Linked DNA regions of Sus scrofa: region 2 is linked to region 1. A link is a contact called in public HiChIP or PLAC-seq data. All regions are on one chromosome and are shown on one strand. Each heading gives the region's core, a stretch centred on a gene start, on an enhancer-like site or on the middle of the called end of the contact. The rest is flanking DNA. Distances are from core to core; before and after follow the strand shown. Region 1 holds the start of TRAPPC3 (trafficking protein particle complex subunit 3). Region 2 overlaps THRAP3 (thyroid hormone receptor-associated protein 3).

Evidence for each region. HiChIP or PLAC-seq counts read pairs in DNA pulled down with a chosen protein or histone mark.
Region 2: a contact with region 1 is called in an H3K27ac HiChIP or PLAC-seq map of alveolar macrophages. The contact joins the enhancer-like site here to the promoter of TRAPPC3 in region 1. A contact is called at or near these places in 4 of 5 promoter capture datasets (fetal liver, fetal skeletal muscle, liver and 1 more), 11 of 47 Hi-C or Micro-C datasets (embryonic fibroblasts, epiblast stem cells, fetal skeletal muscle and 6 more) and 2 of 2 datasets of contacts at active chromatin or transcription factors (alveolar macrophages and skeletal muscle).

What each region holds. Positions count from the first base shown.
Region 1 is chr6:92,292,445-92,299,284 of Sscrofa11.1, reverse strand. TRAPPC3 (trafficking protein particle complex subunit 3) reads left to right here and starts at 5,573. Exons shown (of 5, transcript XM_005665219.3): 1 at 5,573-5,765. The coding sequence starts at 5,724. MAP7D1 (MAP7 domain-containing protein 1) reads right to left here and starts at 1,293. Exons shown (of 18, transcript XM_021095927.1): 1 at 62-1,293. The coding sequence starts at 107.
Region 2 is chr6:92,401,880-92,409,322 of Sscrofa11.1, reverse strand. It overlaps THRAP3 (thyroid hormone receptor-associated protein 3), which reads right to left. Exons shown (of 12, transcript XM_021095929.1): 7 at 7,251-7,362; 8 at 6,223-6,307; 9 at 4,069-4,256; 10 at 936-1,131; 11 at 349-492. Among named protein-coding and RNA genes, the nearest start is that of SH3D21, 7.7 kb to the left of the region's middle. Within about 2 kb of position 1,877, at least 21 of the 83 cell types and tissues checked have an H3K27ac peak or open chromatin away from gene starts, as enhancers often do. A contact at or near this core is called in alveolar macrophages and embryonic fibroblasts, where this site is marked.

The sequences.
Region 1 (6,840 bases), core at 4,324-6,823:
CCTCATCCTCGGCCTTCCCGAGGCCCCTAGATGCCCCTCTCCCATCTATCCTCTGGCATACCTGGGGGTGCGCCGGCACCCGGCTCCGAACGCGAGCCGCTCTCCATGGCTGCGGCGTTACGGCTGGGGGGGTATCTCGGGGGTCTCAGCGGCGACGGCGGCGGCGGCCGGCGGCCAAGATAGGGGTCCCGCGGCGCATCACGCCCGGCCCGGCCCGGCGGGCAACGATTCGGAGGTGGAGGGAGCTCCGGAGAAGGTCGAGGCTGACTCGGCTGGTGGCCTGCGGGCTCGGACTCGCCGGCCGCCCAGTGTCTGCCGGCTCCGGCCGCGATTCTGCTCCTTGCCAGTCGCCGGCCCAGTCCCGGCCGCGGCCCAACCCTATTGTACCGCCCGGGCTGGGCCTGGCCTCCCCGCCGGCGCGTACCAAGTGCGACGCGGGGAGAGCCGCCCCCGCAGCGCCGGAGCACTGAGCGGCCGCGCGCGCGCCCCGCCCCCGTCCTGGGGCGCGGGACCTCGAGCCTGGGGACGCCTCTAATGCGGGCTGCGGTGGAGGGGACGCCACGACACCCGGAGAACGCCCGTCCAGCTGCCTCCCCCGCGGCCGCGCGTTGGTATGCGCCGCAGCGTGAGCCGACTATGTAGGGAGCGCTTTGGTGACTCACCCGCCGCTGGGACTGAGGGGAGTAGGGGGGAGCCGGGATGGGAACCCCCAATCCCACCCTGGAGCCTGGGAGCTCCGGTTCTGGGGATCTCAGCGGCAGCTTCCAGTCTACATTCTCTCCCAAGCCCACCTCCAATAAATTCACCTGGGAACGTGGGGAGACCTGAAGGAGGGTCACAAGAAGCTCCCTAAAAGGGCTATGCTTTCTCTCCCCCGGTGATGGCTGGGGTGGGGAGAGGCCCGGGAACCTTTACGCCTGCCCTTCCTCCATCATCCCACAGTTGGTGTCTTCCCTGCTCCTCTGGGGTAATTACAGACCTGCACCACTGCTTTACCCAAGTCTCTAATCTTCTGGGTCTCTCCCGGCTCCAAACTGGGTGGTCCAGGCTCTGAACCACCCCCAGCCCCATCAGAGGACCCCTCCAGGTTCTCCGAAAGGATTTTTCTCCCCTGTGTCCTGTGGAAGGAGGCAATAAGTCCCTTCTGACTCCCCTCCCCCAAAGTAGTCCTATTTCCCAGGCCTGGGGAATCGATCCCCCAATCCCCTTGCTAGTGCCAGCTGAGGTGGGGCCTCAAGCCGAGTCAGGCCCAGCTTGAGCAGAGAGCTGGGAGCTTGCTGGGAAGGTGGATCGATGATGGTGCTGCAGGGATTGACAGAGGGGAGGAAGGAGGAGGCGCAGCTGGGCCCTGGCCACCCCATCCCTGCCCTTTGTCCTGACCTCCAGAAGGTCAGTTGTCTGGTTCTCCGTTGCCCAAAGATTAGGCCCAGCGATATGCTGTCCTCTGTCCCCCTCCCCTTTCCCGCCAGTGCCTCCTTTGAGCAGCTCCAGAGAGCAGCCATTTCAAGGCGGAGGGTTGGGAACAAAAGAGTCTGAGTCTCAGGCCACCTGGGAGCTGACTGTCCTGGGAGGAATGAGTAGTTGGGGGCCCGACCCTTCTTGGGAGGGCCCTGGAGGGAAAATACTACCTTCCCCAGTCCGAAAACATTAGCAAAGGATAATGATAGAAAGCCTGCAACTAGAGCTGGTCATCTTAAGCTACTGTCTTAACTTTTCTGAAACCCAGTTTGCTCACATAAAATCAGGAAGATAATTATATTGAGGGAACATGGGGTCGATGTAAAGGTGATTAAGGCAACGCAGATGAAGTGCTTAGTACTGAGCCTGGCGTATAGGAATAAATAAGGGTGGTGATGATGATGAGCTTCAAAAATACAAGTGCATTAAGATGAGAAGCAGATCCCCCATCTTTATTGCCAGCCATCCTATCTGACAATAAAGATCCCCAGGGGGATGATGGAGCCCAGGACTGTCCTTTGTGAGGTCACCCTGTGGATGAGGGAGCCCAGGACTGACCTTTGGGAGGTCAGAGGCCTCAGGGCCTGCATCTTCCAGAGCTGAACCTGCCCACCCCGACCCAGGCAGTGACTAGACTCAGAATTCAGGAACAGAATCCAACAGGGGAAGGGCCTTCCGGGATGGTTCTCCCTCACCCCCATACACAATCTTGAGACTGTTGCAGGGACAAAGACATATATAGGTGAGAATAGTGAGGTACCCTCATTAGCTAGAGCTCCAGGGCAGCGGAGGGGGGAAGGATGGCTGAAAATGAAAGGATAGGCCAGGGATGGCCTATGTAGGAGGATTTGAATGCCAATTGGCATCATGATCTATACAGTGGAGGTCTTGGGGAGCTGCTGAAGGTTCTTCGGAAGGGGAAGGATTGGCTTTAGAACTGGAAATCCTCCATTGTGTCTAATGGTGGGGGATTGACTTTGAGGAGCTCCCGCAAAGAGACAGTGTAGGGTATTAGCCTACTCAGTGGTTCTTAACTAGAGGCAGTTTTGCTCCCCAGGGACATTTGGCAATATTTAGAGGCATTTGTGGTTGTCGTAACTAGGGGTGTTACTGGTATCTAGTACTTAGTCACCAGGGTTGTTAACATTCTGCAAGGCACGGGACCACCCCCAGAACAAAGACCCATCAGGCCCCAAATGTCAGTGGTGCCAACGTTGAGGAGCCCTTCCTTAGACTGAGGCACCTGTACCTCCTCACAGGATGCTAGCGGTGGGAGTTAGGCAACTTGACATTCTCTGGCCAGCCTCAGAAGGCTTCCTACACGTCCGTCCGATGGATGCATCCGATGGGTCGGCAGCATCGAGTCCTGGGAGGATGACTGAGGGGAGCCAGGAGAGCACCCGTGTCCTGTGAGTGCTGCAGTAAGACCAGACAGTCGGAGTGGACTCCTTGCCATCTGCCTCCTAACTGATCGGGATCCTTGGTGGACCCCAGGCCACAGCAACTGACAGGGCTTAGAGTGGGTGTCTCTGAGGTTGGGGCTGAGTGATCGTGTTCCCCAAACATTACACATCCCAGAGAAGGAGAAGGGGAGCACTTGCAACATCATGGGCTGAGGCCCCAGCAGGATGCCCTGCCCTCTAAGGTAAACGGTGAGGAGCTGTCACCTTCCTGTGCCTCCCCTTCTGCCTGGGGCAGTTCTCCTCCCCTTCCACAGAAACAGGCTTGGAGTCGTCAGTCTGGGCTGGAGCAGCTGGGCTGGGGGGCAGGTCGCTGAATGGGGTTCAGAAATACATCCCTTTCCTGATCCCACCAGGGGGAGAACAGGTGTAAGAGTGTTTATAACCTCCTAGGTTTGGTGGGACAGGGTCCAGGATGAAGCTGGCAGTGAAGGAAACCACTGGGAGGTTTGACAAAGAGGTATCAATTGGGACCAAGGCCCTGGAGGCTGTCTCCACACCCACAAAGTAGGAAGTAGGAGGGGCCTCATGGTGGGGGCAGGGAGAGATTTGCACTCTCAACTCCCCCAGGGTGCTGCAGCAAGAAGGGGGTCTCTAACCCAGACCACTTGGCTGGAGAGCCCTCTCCTCCACGGCCCCTTCCCTGGGGCTGGGGGTGGGGAATGCCCTCAAGGGCGGCCGTAGACACCAGCTGCAGTGTGTGCTCCCTCCGTCCAGTTCTTGCAGAGGGGAAGTAACAGACAGGAATTGGAGGGGGAGGAACTATCCAGGACGAAATAGGTTGAAGCCTTTGGGTTGGCGGGGGCGGAGGGGGGGTGTCCTTGTCTAGAGTCCCTGTTAAAGGATGGGAAGTTACGCCCGCTGCATTTTTTTCCGCCAAGGAGGGTAGGGAGGGGATGCCTGGTCTTCTAAAGAGTTCTGGCTGCAGGGTTGCTAGAGAAGGATTGGCATTTGTGAATGAGAGCCCTTGGTGAAGTTGCTAAGGAGCCAGGAGGATACCCTAGAGATTAGCCTGAGATAGACCCCACCCCCACTCTTAATTCAAGACTGGTGACTCTTCAAGGAGGCGTCCCAAAGGAAAAGTCGCCAAAAGGAGGAATTGCAAGCAGAGAGGGGAAGAATCTCAGAGGTTGCAAGATGGGCAGGGAGAGGCTCCGCCTCCAGTCCCTCCAGAACCGCCCTGCCTGACAGCAGGCTGGGTGGGGTCGGGCCGCAGGCCGTGACTGTGACTCAGGTTTCTGTGGGCAGCCAAGGGCAGCCGGCAGGGAGGAGCCCAGACCGACAGACAGGCCAGCCAACTGCAGCTTTCACCTCAGCTGTCCTCTCTCCTGGGAATGCAGGAGGTTCTTCTCTAGTTTTGCTGGCCTCCAGGGGCTAGCCCACCCCAGCGTCCCCACCCCCACCTCCAGCTGACCATCGTGTTCCTTCCTAGAACCCTTGGCCAAGGCACTGACACAGGAAGGAGAGTCACAGGTCACTACCTCTAGGGAGGCCCCAGAATGTCTGTGCCACGGGGAGAAGAGTGTAATAATGGTTAGTCCTGCACCCTGGGGGAGAGACTGAGGGAATCCTGGGTACTGTCTTTCAGGCTGAGCAGCCGGGCCCCCCAGCCTTCCCCAGCCAGGCTGGCCATGCCTGGGCAGGCTGGTTATCATGGTGAAGGCTAGCAGCAAAATGCAGCTGCCTCAGAGCCAGACCACCAGGCCTAAGTGAGGAGAGGGTGCTCCTTGGACTCCCAGCCCAGTTCTGTCAGAATTGACCAGTCAGGGAGGGATGGCTGGAGGTGAAACCAAAGGGCTATATGGTCTGGGACTGCAGGACTTGCCTTGGTGATGGGTGAGGGTGTGGCCAGCACATTCCCTTGGTATTTCTGGGGCCTGTTTGCTGGGCTGTGTTTTTAGAGAGTGGCTGGAAGAAAGGGAATGCACAGTTACTTTGTGCCAAGTGCTCTGCATACATGTCTCACCAATCTTCACAACAACTGAGAGAGATCCAGCAACTTGCCTAAAATGGCAAAGCTGGGATTAAAATCCAGGACTGGCTGCTACCAACGCTGGTGATCTTTTTTTTTTTTTCCTGGAACCAGACTGTAGTTGTTACAGGGGAGGGAGGGGGAGAAAATGACCTGAACTTTATCAGACTGGATGTTTCATCAGGAGGCCACAGTGGTTAAGATGCAGATGCTTAGCTGCGTTTGGGGTCTGGGGACAGATGGCAATTTGAAGAGAAAGCCGTTGGCACGTAGTAGGTGGTCATTAAATATTGTTGTGAAGAAGCCAGATTTGTGTATGAGCCATAGCCAGTCTTCTGGGACATCCTGGGAGCTTCTAGCTCTGAATTGCAGCAACAGCGGAAGAAGCTAGTTTGAAAGAGGGACTTTCCAAGACCAACCCCAGCGAGAGAGGAATTTGCGGAGCATCTCTGAGTGGGGGTTGGGGGGGCAGGAAGGGGAAGTGTGGACGATACAAGATTACCGCAAACTGCTAACGCCACCTAGTGGCCATACTGCAGCCCATGGGGAGCCAGGCTCCAGGAGTCCGCTGAGCACGGGGCACTCTGGGAGTTATAGTCCAGCTACGCGGTGGCGCCAATGAGGCTGTTGGGTGTTGTAGTCCGACGTTTATTGGGCGGGAATTACCCTCGTCGGCCAGACCACGACTCCCGTGGTGCCCCGCGGCAGGCGCGCAGGCGCGGTGAGGCGGCACCCGTCAATCCCCGACGCTGTGGGGTCGCTAACTGGGTCCAGAGGTTTTAGGAGGGGTCGCCGGGTGGGTCTGTGGCGAGGCGGGGTAGGCGGCCGGCACCATGTCGAGGCAGGCGAATCGTGGCACCGAGAGCAAGAAAATGGTAACCGGAGCGTGTGATCTCGGCGGGCGGGGCGGAATGGGGGCGTTCTGGGGAAGGGGCCCGGCGCAGGGCGCAGGGCCCAACTGGTAAAGCGCCTTCTCCGAGCGCTGGGAGGGAGTGATTCCGGTGGAACGAAGGAGGAGGAGGCTGCTAGATGGGTCGAGAGTGGAGAATCGCTCGGGGCGCGTCGTGGGCCTGAGGCGGGTTGGAGGGCCTCTGGAGTAGCTCAGAGACCCCTCCCCCGAGGCCTGAGTACGGGATCAACAGCGACGACGGTAATAGCAGTAATTCCCACTGTTGCGCTCTTCTGTTAATTAGGCACTGGGCCAAGCACTTTATATCCATTATCTCATTTAATCCGCAAAGTAATTCTCACCGTTTTGGGGCTCAGAGAGGTTACATAACTTGCCCAAATTTACCGCTAGGAAGAGTTGGAATTTGAACCCATGTCTCTCTGACCCCAAAGCTCATGCTTCAGACCATAATATCTCTCACACTATGCCGTGGGCATTGCAAGAGATGCTCACATTCTGGTTTTGCCAGAAAGGAAGAGTAAGGGGTGGGTCAAAGTAGGCAGTCAGTGGTACTCTTCTCTGGCTTCTTTCTTGTCCTGGGAATATAGTTCCATAAAGTTTGGCTGCAGATGGGGGCTGGGCCTGGGAAGTAAGGTAGATGACTTTTTTCTTCAAACTAAGGGGACTTTTTGATGCGTGTTCCTTTTCTTTGGCATTTTCTTAGTTCATCCAGAATTGCCCAGTTCTCTTTGCTTTCCGATTTAACTGAGTTACTGAAGGTTGCATACAGGGCAGATCAGGGGCCCTTTGTTGACACATGTCTAAACTTCCCTCACACCTTTGCATCATATATCAGGAACAGCCACGAAAAATGGGCAGCAGGCAGCCTTGTTACTCTGGTGTAGTACTGTACTTAACTTTTTCTCTCTCAGACCCCTTTTGAGAAGTTGGTGATAGTTATGGACCTTCTCCCCAGAAATAGTAAGTAGACACACATACACATAGACATTTACTTACATTTTGGGAGGCATCTGTGGGCCCCCTGAAGATACTCTATGGAC
Region 2 (7,443 bases), core at 628-3,127, 110 kb before region 1:
GGGCTGCAGCCTCAGGGGAAAGTAATGATATCTTGGGTAAAGGCTGGAGGGAGGCTGGAGTTAGGGAAAGTAAGCAATAAAACTTCACAGATGAAAAAGGCAAGAGCAACCTTTCCTGCTTATGCTGGAATCCAGAAACATCTTAGATAACACTTTCAAGGTCAAGGACAGCCTCTCTGGGGAACACTCATCTGCCAACACTGTACTATTCCAAGCACCTATGTAGCCAGTGCAGTGCCTGCACACGTTTTAACCACAGCTTTGAAGAGACCAATCAAGGCCTCGGTATCAGCTACTGTGTGTGCCAAAGGCCCCCTTGGCCCTTTCTGGTTATCCCCAGACACATACCAGGTAATACTTCTTGCTTTTGGGCGTGTACTCAGGGTCCCACTCCTCCTCCCGGTTTCTCTTCTGAAAATCGTTGTTGCTGCTGTTGTTGTTGTTACCAGAGTAGTTACCTCTGCCCCAGCCTCTCCCTCTGGCTCGAAATTGCTGTGGCAATAAACAAGGGGTGGGGGGGACACAGGACAAAGGGACCATGTAAGGAATGCAGAAAAACAACTCCTTGCTTTCTATTCAAACACTTTTCTGGCACAAAATAGACAGCTGGTCACCTGGTTTCTAGCCATTCCCTTTCTGTACCTCTCAAGTCTGTAGCCTAGACAGAAGTCGACATGGTACGGGGCCTCCCTACACACAGCAGGATGGAGTCGAGATAAGTGAACTTCAGACCAGAAGCCCTAAGAGGCTTTCTGGCTAAGTGATTATAAATAGAAAAAACTGAAAATGGAAAGCCTGGGAATTGGGGAACCACGGATTCTAGGGTTTAGAAACTGGGTTACTTGTATCAAGGGCAACAAAACAGGTATTCTAGCACATGAGTGGAACTGGTGGAAGTAAGGGCGGAGAGAAAGGGAGAGGGGACAGGGGCTTACAAAGGTCCCTCGAGCTCTGCCTCCTCTCTCGCTTGGACCCACGAAGTCTTTGGTCCCCAGTCTTGATTTGTCAAAGCCGGTGGTACTCTCCTCTCTCTCCTCGGTCTCTTCAGTGTACTCTTCTGCTTTGTAGGAGTGGGATGACTGGGAAGAAGAGGAAGATGACCTGGATCGGTCTCGTGCTCTCCGGTGCTTCCTATGAAAACAGAAGAGCCAGAGAAATCAGTCAGCTTCTAGGGTAGGGTCCTTGGCTGGGGGCTCCCGGAGAAGTAGCACAGTGTAATCAGCAGTAGGTCTATGATGAAACAACAACTCACCCCCAACTTTCCCACCCAGGGACACGCCTAGGTCTGAGCCTGGAATGAACATGGGAAATACAGAGGAGGAGGAACAAAACACAGTCCATGGCCTCTGGTAGTTCAGTCTAATACCCAAGCACAAATCAGAAAGGCAGAAGGAAACAAACAGCGTATGTAGAGCCACAGGGTATGTGGCACTGGGACAGGCTTTATCTATTACCATCTGTCTCGGCTTTATATTAGTTTTATTTCTCCTAGGAAGAATGGTACCTGTTTTGTGAGGCTACTCTAAAGATTTAAAAAACAGTGTGCTTAAAACACTTTACACTGATGTAGAAGGCACTCAGTAAATGGCAATTAGGACTATTCAGTAGTATTTCCCCCATTTTATAGACAGGATGTTCAGGTGACAGAGCTGAGCAGACCTGGATTCACACCTAGCTCTAATTATACGACTACTCCGCAAACCACCTCCCACCTTCCACTGAGCTTAAACAGATTGTGTCATTAAGCAGAGGATCTGGTGAAACTCTTCCCAGAGTTATTTCCCTTCCTGCCCTTCATCTGGGGGAAATTACAGACTAGGCAAATCACACTAATACGATGAGTCACAGTCTACGTACTGCCATGTGGTAGTGGAGGAGGGTACCAACTACGTCTAAGGTGGCAGAAAGGCCAGGCTCCCAAGAGGAGAGGAGGCCTTACAGGGAGGAGCCAGCCAAGTGCCAGTAACACATCATTACCCTCCTCCATTATGAAAAGCCCCTGGCCCCCGCCTCCTACCCCAACCCCCAAACAGTTGAGATGATCAAATACTTAATTATCTGAATCCTTCTGGCTCTAACATTTACTCATAAAAAAAGGAAAATCTAAGTTACTTCCACAGGATTCTTACAACTCGAATGTTTGACTCACTGCTAGTTCAAGAAGTTTTCAAAAATAACACTCCAAAAGACCCCAGATTTAAGTCCCAACACTGCCTTTTATTAGCTGTGTAACCTTGGGTGAGCCACCCTTCAGGCATATGAGAAAGAGTCCTTGTATCAACTCAAGTGTGACATACAAAGAGAACAGTGACACAACTGTCATTCTTCTTCTCGCCCCAATCACAAAACACTAGGGTTGCTAGAGACTTGTTCAAGGTTACAGAGCAAATCAGACAGAAAGGAATAAGCGAAAAGAATAAGGATCAGTGATCCAAGGCCAATCCTGAAACGCCTGAGGGCTCCTGCTCCCTTTCCACCAGGGGCAGCACTGACGACTACTGTACCCCCACTTCCGTTCCCTACAGCGAATCATCAGTCCTGCATCTGTGGGGAGCCCCGAAAGCTGCTAGAGCTCGTTCATGCATGAGTAACAGACTGGAAGGGAGACAAACAGAAGATCTGAGGTTTGATGTCAGTCGATACAGTGTGACCTTGGACAAATCATCCTGGGCTTACTTTTTTATCTTTCAAATGGGCAAATCAGGTAGCCTACTCACTGTCCAACGTATCTCAAAGGACTATTATCAGAAAATAGGGAGTTCCCGTCATGGCTTAGCGGTTAATAAACCTGACCAGTACCCATGAGGATGCGGGATGGATCCCGGCCTCTCTCAGGGGGTTAAGGATCTGGCATTGCTGTGAGCTGTGGTGTAGGTCACAGACGCAACTTGGATCCCACGCTGTTGGCTGCGGTGTAGGCTGTGGTGATTGGACCCCTAGCCTGGGAACCTCCATATGGGGCCAGTGTGGCCCCCCCAAAAAAGGGCAATGAATACGAACGTGCTTACCAGTTAAAGTTCATAGACAACAGAAGTGGTGTTGCTTCTTACAGAAAGGCATGAGGTTTTAACTCTGTTACCTTTTTTTTTTTTTGTCTTTTTGCCATTTCTTGGGCCGCTCCCACGGCATATGGAGGTTCCCAGGCTAGGGGTCGAATCAGAGCTGTAGCCACTCCTAACTCTGTTACCTTTAATGAGACATGACTGAAAAGTCATAAACATTCAAAAACCTAAGTAGATGGAGTTCCCGTCGTGGCGCAGTAGTTAACGAATCCGACTAGGAACCATGAGGTTGCGGGTTTGGTCCCTGCCCTTGCTCAGTGGGTTAACGATCCAGCGCTGCCGTGAGCTGTGGTGTAGGTTGCAGACGTGGCTCGGATCCCGAATTGCTGTGGCTCTGGCGTAGGCCGGCATCTACAACTCCGATTCGACCCCTAGCCTGGGAACCTCCATATGCCTCGGGAGCGGCCCAAGAAATAGCAAAAAGACAAAAAAAAACCATAAGTAGAAACAACAGGACCTTGGTATAAATGCCGCCTTATGAAGCGCAACAGTACTACCTTTGTTAAAAGAATATTTGGAACAATCCCTCTCTTGGAAGTGTCTGTGAAACTAGTTTAAAAGGCATTTGAGATCAACGAACTTGTCCTATCCAGTTCCACCCTGTTTCTCCCACCACTGTCATTACCTGACAACAACTTTGAGCCATTTCTAAAACATAACCCCCCAAGATCTGTACTGAGCAAGGACATGACAAAGAACGTGTCCAAAATAAATGCAAAAAGAATTCCCAATGATTCTGCACACTGTCCCTAGAGCCAAATCAACTGCCCATCATCTCCGAGTGGGGAGGCCTCCCTTGGACAAGGATTATGCCTACATTTGTGCAAAAGTTCTGCTTTTAATCCAGGGACCTTACTTGACAGTTCAAAGAAACTGCACACGTGGCTACCGTTTCTAACCCAAGTTCTCTGCCGTGGAGGGTCTGCAGTACAGCCTAATGGAGGGCAGACAGAGGCCACTCAGGAGTCTGAATAAGGTGACAGACAAGGGCTCATGGATGACGTACTTCTGTTTCTTTGATCCTTTATGAGTTTTCTCCGTTTTCTCAGCTGAGCGTTCCCTCGAGTGGCTTGAGTCTCGGGAATCCACTGACTCTCTTGATTTACCTCGTTTAAGATCTCTCTCTTTATGTTTTTTACGACGCTCAATATCAAGGCGGAGATCAACGGGATCATCTTTGTATTTTCCCTCAGCCTGCCAAAAGAGACATCAAAATGAAAGTTCTTGGGATTCAGGGCTACCAACTCAACCACCCCACAAACTGGTTTCTACTCCAATGGAGTGGTGCAGAGGAAGCACCAGGAGCGCGAGGCGGCACCTCACCCGAGCTAGGCAGGGATACGAGATCTTCCATAGGAGTCATTTTATGAGGATCCCTTCAGAGCCCAAACCCGTTCTCTAAAACAATGACCACAGCCTTCTGCAAATGCTGCGGCGCCTGTGCATACACACAGCTCACTTTGCTGTTTCCCTCCGTGGCCCAGGAATGACTGGCTAGCCGACAAGTTGAGAAAGCCAAAATCAGCTCTGGAAGGTATCGGTTAGGCTGGTTCAGGCTCAGTCACCACCGAGAGTGGAAATGCTGTTATTTCCCCTACCTTCTCTTTGGCAGCCCCCCCAGGACCTCTCCTCCTCCACAGAATCTCTTGAGTATGGAATCCAGTGACAGACAACAAGAGACTTGGGCAGCCTCTCAAAATGGTTAGTTATATTGAGAAATTTCTAAAGAGGGATTATCAAAAACCATAATGGAGAATTCATAAAGTGGAAACATCAAAGTTTATTTTTTAAAAAAAGAAAGAGAAAAATAAAAATCTTTTTTGCTAACTTCCTAGGAAGTGTAACCTATCCGGGTAAGTATACTGCAGATACAGCATGAGCCTAGCAACGACAGCGGCCTTCTACCCCAAACTATCAGGCCAAGGGCCTTCAAACAGCTCTTGAGAAGCTCAAGGGAAGCAGAGATGTAAGGTGGTTTCAGGGATGTTCTACACTAAGACTTGTCTCATGGAAGTAAAAGCTCCCTAAAAAGGAGGAAAGGAGCAGTTCACTCTGTATTAACATTTTACTTACACAAACGACTAAGCTTTCTGTTGAAAAAAAAAATTAATTTTAATTACAGAAGTGGTAGGTATAAGCAGGTTCACTTTATCACGTGGTGGCTGTTTCTGCAAGTGGGGCCTCTGTACCCTCCAAAGACCAAAAAAAGAGGAAAAAACCCAGCATGGCTCCCTCAGGCGCTGCACGTAGCACCTCTAACGAGTAGGTTCTGCGGGGCAGAGAGGACGGGATTCCTCCTGATGTTTCAAAAGCTTGCATTTCACATGGTTCAGGCCAAGCTAGTGGGGACTTGGAGAAAAAGAAAAGGGGGATGGGAGCGAAGAGAGACTGTGCAAGGTTGTCTCTCATCGCATTCAACCAACAAGACAAATTTATTCGGAAAACTTGAAAATTTGTACTTTTGGGAAAGGTCTCAGCAACATCGGAAGAGCTACCTTTAATTATAAATTTTCGCTGTATATGAGAATGGTGGTCAATAAATCCTAAGATTTTAAAAACCCAAATCTAGCACTTCATAGTAAGAGACTGCATACAAGCTTTAAACCTCTTAAAAACAGTGTTTACGTGCACATCATCACAAAGGTAACTGGGCTATCAACGCAATGCTTAGCTTTAGAGTAACAGTAACCAACAGATGATAGATATGGTACAATGTTAGAAAAAAATCTGGACTAACTGCTTAAAACAGTCTACGAAGTTAAGATATGAATATTTCACTCTCCTCTGACATGCATGTCTTTTGAAATCATGGTTGGAAATAGCGCATGTATATAGTTGATTTGATAATACTTACAAGCAGAAAAATATCACAAAAAGTTTCTTCTCTCATCATGGGCACTTGTTCCAAAACTCCTCTCTTTTTTTTCTCAAGCTCACCTCAATAGACTTTGGGGTCATTTACCATATTCTAACCACTTCACAAAGGTTGTTGATACATTTAATAAAAATTAACCCTTTGTAGTTCATTTTTAGAATTATGCCCATCCTTAAAAGAAAAACACAAACTTAAGTAGAGAGTAATTTAAACAAACACATTTCTGTCAAGTTCATGCCCAACGCACTCATTTTGTTGGAATTACTGATCAAAGCAACAGTTCACCTTGTAGCCAGGTTCCCGGGGACTTTTCATTTCGTCATGAGCCAAACCATGTTTTCTGAAAGTACTGGGGGAAATGTCTATCCTCCTGGAATTGAAAACACAAAAATTGTTTACCATTCCATAGTGTGACTAGAGCACTGGTAATATTTTGGTTCACAAGCTGAGTAACAGAATCATAGATATTCCCTTTTATTGTGTTTCATAACTTATACGCTTATGTTGTTTATTTACTTACACTCTCTCATAAGTGTACAAAAGCACGCACACACATGTATGCATGCACACCCTCCCCCCACAATCTCAACTTCCTGAACTCAAACAGAAGAAACTTCTTATTTCCATCCAGTACTGCTAGAGCCATGCCTACAATCTTAAATTCACATCAAGACTACCTTTCATCTTGGGAATTAAAATATAACGGCCTATTATTCACCGATGGGATTGAGGTCCAGGTGAGAAACAACTGCCTGGCGTGACACACGTCCCCAAAAAGACCCCAATTCCAGGACTGTTGTGCAAATATGGTCCTTCCACCTACTGTAACAGGTTTAAGAGATGACTATTAAATAATTAAAGAGAAGGCCAACTTTGTTTCTAGACAAAGACCCTATTCACTGAATGAACTCCCACAACCAAAATGTTTAAACCTGCTGGGCTTTCAAACCTTTTGACATAATCCTGTCAGCTCTCCCACCTCGAGCACCCACCTGCTGCAAATCCTTCTAAAGGAAGAACTGATGTGTGAAATTCATGGACTGTTTAAAGAAACAACATTTACTCTAAGTATCGAAAGCTCACAGGGATCCTAGTTTCCAAGAATGCCAGCATTCATTTATATCAAAAGGGCTGTTTTCCTCAGGCCCCCAAAGCAGGCCCTTTTCACTCTTAGCTACCACCATCCTAGAGCCTTGAGGGCGTTAACCTAAACTGTGCTACTATTGCACCTAACAAGTGGCAAAACAAGTCGAGTTTACTATCTGATGAGCAGTCTCTTATAATCGCCTCCAGTATAAGGCTGAGGTGCTCACCTGTGAATCTCTGGGCTTTTCTTGTTTTTAGCTGCTTCCTGCTCGGTTCCTCTCTTTAGGTATTTAGTAAAGCGTTCATGCAATGTCATTCCCGAGGACCCAAAGTGATGCTCTATGAGAAGTCAAAGACAAACATGTCAGGCTATCAAATGCAGACTCAACATGCAGCTCCTCTGCATGGCCCTGCAGCCAC